2 separate regions of the Gossypium raimondii genome follow, and region 2 is linked to region 1. A link is a contact called in public Hi-C data. All regions are on one chromosome and are shown on one strand. The core of a region is the stretch at or near the end of the contact, and the rest is flanking DNA. Distances in the headings are between cores, read along the strand shown.

Region 1 (2,846 bases), core at 178-2,677:
ACCAAAAGGTGGTTATTGAACGTCAACAGGGCGCCATTGATCATTCTATCAATATCAAGTGCATGAAAGAGTTTGAATAAAAAACGTTTCTCACCCAAATCTGAAATTTGAACTTACCCGAATGAATGCAAGAGATTTGTCGAAGTGTTTCTCATTGTAGGAAAATGTATCACACTTGCCGTAATAAAACATCCAACAAGACTGAATTCATAAGCCTTTTTTCTGCAACTCAAATCCATGAGAAAATTGCCAAACCTCTTCTTTACTCAACTTAGCAAGGTTTTTTTTTTTCCATTTTCGAAAGCAAAAATAGCAAAAGGCAAAGGTGGCATAAAAAATAAAGAAATCAAAAGGAACAAAAGACTTGCTACTGTGAACAAACAAAGAGAGACGAAAAACGTGCTACTGTGAGCCAACTTTTGTTCATGCGCATTAAGTTTTAAAAACAATTAAACTTCATAAATTTATAATAAAATTTAGATGTTGCAATATATGAAAATCAGCTGTAAGTGTGAAGAGACAATGAAACCATGTGGTCCCAACTTTTCCTTATTATAGTGACCTTTTCTTCTTTCACTCTTTCTCTTCTTCAGCCATTGGTTATAAACATCATATTTCCACCATTATAATTATGCTAAACTCACACAATCATATGATGTTTCTCCTTGTGAGGTTTTTAGGGTTCCTATTTTTGATTAATTTTGAGAGTCTTATCAATAATTCCAAAAGGGGAAATCTCATACCTTTAGATGCATAAAAAAATCGATAAAATATAAAGAATTAACTCCTCCAATATACTTAAAAAAAACTAGATTATTGGATTAGTATGTAATTTTATTTTTATTGATATTTATGAATTAAATTTACTACCATGCTTTAATTGTGCATCGAATGTTGCCATTTTACTTGATTAAATTTTACCACTAAATTTTGGTTTTATTAAACTTTACTGTTCAATTTTAATTTAGAATAATTTGAACACAAAATTCAATGAAAATATTTTTATATCTTATTTTAATATTTAACAATAATATAATATTAAAACTTATTTTATATATTTCTATTCTTCAAGTATTTATTTAATTAAATACAAAATTTTCAGTTAATTTATTAAATTTTTAATATTTTTAAATAAAAAAATAAAATATTTCAAATAATCAAAATTAGAATTCAGCAGTAAAATTTAAGGTAAAGAAATTCTAGTGGAACCATTGATATAGCTGTAATTGGGATGAAATTTTGACGAATTACTAAGGTATTCCAAATTTAGAGGTAAGGAAGCCCAAGGTCTCTTATTTCCCCATGAAATCTACCAAAATAATGGGCCGTACCAATCGTGGCACAAACAAAACAAAACTTGGAATGGGAAGTATATTTCGGATCCAGCCCAAGAAAGGGGAAAAAATATTAATAGTTCAAATTTTGAAGTTTAATCTGAGATAGTATAACTAATTTCACCTACTGGTGTTTGTTTTTACGACTGCAGAAAAGTAATTAAAGAGGGGATGGAGGGTGGAAGAGAAAAAGAAGAGGAACAAGATGGCGTTTCCGTACATTCTCCTTGCAAAGCTCCGCCGTCCTCCGCCTCTTCTCTTCCTAAGGTTTCTCTCGCCGTTTCGTTTTTTCTCCGTTTTATGCAATTAGTTATCACTTTTTTTTTGTTGATTTTTATTTAAATTTTATATTTATCTGTTGATTTATTAGGAGCAACAGGAGGTGGAATTGGAGCTCAGGCTATTGGAAGCACTTGAAATTTATCCTCCCGTCAAATTACGAGGCACGTTCATCGCTTCTTCTTCTTCTTCTTTTTTTTTAAAATTTGTTAATTGTTTTTTTATAGGGAGAAGTTCTTTTGTATTTCAGTTTAAATATTGATTCTTAGGAGTTATCTGGAAAAAAAATGAATTGAATTTTCTTTTTCTGGATTCTAATTGTGAAGTTTTATTGGAAATTTGTATTTATGATTCAGTTTGTGAATTACTTTTTAACATGCTAGTGATGTGATCAATTCAAATGTTGATTCCTTTAATTTTCTTATTGCTGTGGTGAAAAATGGTTAAGCAATATTTTCAGCAAAAACCTTTAATGAATATGTATTTAGCTGGTAATTGCAGTAAAAAGGTCAGCTTTTTATTTCTGTAGTTGACTTGATTCTGTATTTGATCTGGTAGTTTTAGAACCTAATGGTGTTTTTCATGTCAATGAGACATTGGCCAAATGGCAAGGTTGAGGCATTAGGAACTTCTAGGTTCCAAGTTCAAGTCCCTCATGTGTAAATCATGTATGCGCAAGTTAGTTTGATTGTTGACTTAATTGTTCAGTTCAGTGCTTGTAATGATTGATTTCGATGGAAACTGTTGATATACTTGTAAATTGTAACTTCAAAAACAAATGGTGCTTCATGTATATTGTTTATAGGCCAATGTTAAGCTTTCAAACCTTAGAGCTACTTCAGTTGTTCAAATAACTTATATGTGGTTAATTATTTGGTGCATTTAGCAGTTAATGCACATTTTTATGGTAAAATAACTAGGATTCATTTTGGTCTTTAACAATCTACATTAATGCATAACTTTGAATCTAATTTGCTTCTCCGCAGGCGTGCATCGCCACTTTGTCCTCTATGGTCTGATGGAATTCCTGAGGAAAAGGTTTGTTCTGCCTCTTGTTCTTGCTGCTCCGAACTGATCCCCTCTTTCGATCCTGTTCTTTCATTTTTGTTTCTTTCATTTTTACTTATCGTTTTGCTAAATTTTGTCACAGCCTGGACCGGCATTTTTCTCCAGACGAGGTTCTGCAGTTGCTAGATCGTTTCTACAACTTGGAAGTGCTGGTAACTTGCCTGT
Region 2 (2,846 bases), core at 235-2,734, 210 kb before region 1:
TTCAAGGTTGTGCCTGTTCAATCAGCACAAGGTTAACTAAAATTAAGAAATTCGAAGATCAAGTTCCGTTTATGCACGGACTGAAACGCGGACCTATAACAACTGTAATGCTTGCAGTGATCACTTCTGTCACTGATAGACCAACAAAAGCCCATGCATACTGTGTAGACAAATTCCCAAGGCTGAGAACCACCCCGCCGGCCATCGCAAACAAAATGGAAGGCCAGTTATCCTGCATCAATCACCATTAAAAGACTGCGATAGTCTACATTCAGAGTCTCAATTCCACCATGAAAATGGAGGGGACTAACCTGAGATAGTTGAGCAATAAAATTGGGTTTCTCAGGAGTGCTGCTGCCAATTTCACCAAATGTTAAAGCAATAATAACAGCAGCCAAGAGGTTTGTCATTGTATAATCAAGGTAAGTATGTTGAGGAAGACGACCTCGACGTTCGAGTAGCGTCATAATAGCAGGCCATGTGCCTAAAAAGAACAATGCCAGAAGCATACAGGCAATGGCACCTCCTTTGCTTTCCACCACATACATTTTCAAACCACTACAAATGATCCTCTCAATTGGTAGATATATCAGAGATGCAGTGCCTGCAAAATCCTGTTATAAACAAGAAGTTTTAGAGTCCAATCTAATCTTTCATTTGAGCAAAGTTTAGTTAATTTTCTTGGCTATTAAGCCCTATATGTCCCAAAACTATTACAACACCATAGGTGAGGCTCCAAGAAGCTTGCAATTGGTGAAAGAAAGAAGCCTCTATCTGAGTAGGCAAAAACACATGCACAGAGAAGACATTGCTATAAAACCAGATTGGCCTCCTTAGAAATAATTGGTTTAAAGCTCATATTTAAGAAAGATAAAGCTTCATAATTCCCAGAAAAGAAAAACATGGAATATGCAAATAAACAAACAACAATAGAGTATGCTCTGTGGGGAAAAACAGATCCAGAATTGGTAATCAAAAGTCAACGGAACAAAGAAACCAAAGAAAAATTCCAGCAACAACTCAAATTCCTGAAGTATGAACAGCATGTTTGTTATGAATTAGACACTTACCATATGCAAATCATAGGGAAAAGCAAAAGGGTATGAAAATAAGTGACCAAATAAGGTAGACCACCCAGAGTCCCAACAATAGTCTAGTTATCAAATAAACTATAATAACCCAGAAAAGTTCAGTAGGCCACACATGAATACACATGATATCAGAATGATATGATTGTTTGAAGTTTTTACCTTAACCAGTTTAATGGCAAGAAACTGTGACTCAGAGAATTGTGCTAAAGCAAAGCTGAGATACGTGCAGATTCAAGGAAAATAACAAACGACAAAGAAGAATATAGAAATTAAAAGGGTGGAAAGGCCGCAAGTAAACTAAAAAAAGGGGAATGTGAAACCTCAGTAAGAGATTCCCTTTAGATTCAGACTCTGATAAGGATACCTTAACTCCTTGCAAATGATTTTCAATGGTTGGTTGGCTTAGGCATAGACTATCGCTACTTACTGTAAAGTCAATATGGGGCTTTATTTAATTGCATAACATCCAAAATTATTGTCAAATAACAACAAAGAAATAAGAATGTGTACTTAACAAATAATCAAAAACAAAACTTTCGAAAAAAAAAAACCCATCAAAGCACCACCTAGAATAAAAGAAAGCAGAAAATTACTCTGCAATAGTACTTTTGGTTTATACGTTTAAATTATTAAATGGTAGAAAAATAATACAATAAATCTTTATAAAAAACAAATAACTAACAACAGAAACGAAACCACCAAATTTCATACATTAAACAATTATCATATATATATCTTTCAATTTTGTGCTAAGAAAGAAAAAAAAGAGAATTCCCATATATTAAACTAATTCGGTCAATTTGAATGATTACCGATCTAATTAAACGTTAAAAAGAAATTAGTGCCTAATGTGGTAAAGGTTTTCTCATGAGTAAATTATCGATTTTTTATGAGTCCTTATTATTAGGCATTCCCTTTATGGGTTAGCCATGAATGTGTAGAAGAAGCAGTATATTGTATCCTTGTATCAATCAAAATAATATTTTATAATTTTGTAATTTTTATAATTAGTTTACTATTTTTAAATAATTATAATGTTTATATAAATAATATATAAATTGCTTAAATTTTATTCCAAATATAATTAGTTGTATAATATTTTAAATACTTTATATATATATTTTAAATTTAAATTAGCTTTTTGGAAGAAAAAAAACCTAATTTATTGAAAGAAGTTTAAATTTTCTATACATTTTAATTAAAAACTGTAGGATGTTTTAACATATTTTAATCACTTTTTAAACATTTAAGTAAAAATTCTAATAATTTCAAAAAGTTTTGAATAAGTTTGTTAAAGTTTTTAAAAATTCTGTTAAAAATTTCAATGTACAAGACATTTTAAAGAATAATTTAATTTAAAATTTTAAACATATTAATTTAAAATATTTTCAAAATATTGAGAATGTTAAAATAAACTGTTTTAACTCTCAAATTTATTAAAGTGTTTATGGAAATATGTAAAAGTAATCTATAAAATTATTTTTAAAAATATAACATTGTCTATGTGCTAAAATATTTAACTTTTTTTTACAGTTTTTAAACATAAAAGAAAAGAAAAACATATACTTTGAAGTGTTTATGATAAGCTTCCATTTATTTTCATATATTCCTACTTTTATTTTGCCAAATTGTTCAATATTAATTATAAATTAGACTCATAAGACTTTTTTAAACAAAAGCTCATATATAATTTAGTAAAGACTAAAGAGTAATAAATAATTTAACATATTATAACTTAAAGTTATAGTTTTCATA

What was found. Hi-C and Micro-C count contacts between places; a contact is called where the count stands out from the background.
Region 2: a Hi-C map of leaf shows a contact between it and region 1, with 2.9 times the contacts expected there. The contact joins the promoter of LOC105783142 here to the promoter of LOC105784317 in region 1. A contact is called at or near these places in 2 of 2 Hi-C or Micro-C datasets (both in leaf).

The regions. Positions count from the first base shown.
Region 1 is chr13:15,076,400-15,079,245 of ASM2569854v1, reverse strand. LOC105784317 reads left to right here and starts at 1,427. Exons shown (of 5, transcript XM_012610165.2): 1 at 1,427-1,601; 2 at 1,705-1,777; 3 at 2,600-2,651; 4 at 2,764-2,833. The coding sequence starts at 1,506.
Region 2 is chr13:15,288,192-15,291,037 of ASM2569854v1, reverse strand. It overlaps LOC105783142 (ureide permease 1), which reads right to left and starts at 1,484. Exons shown (of 8, transcript XM_012608388.2): 1 at 1,251-1,484; 2 at 312-614; 3 at 94-232; 4 at 1-13. The coding sequence starts at 548.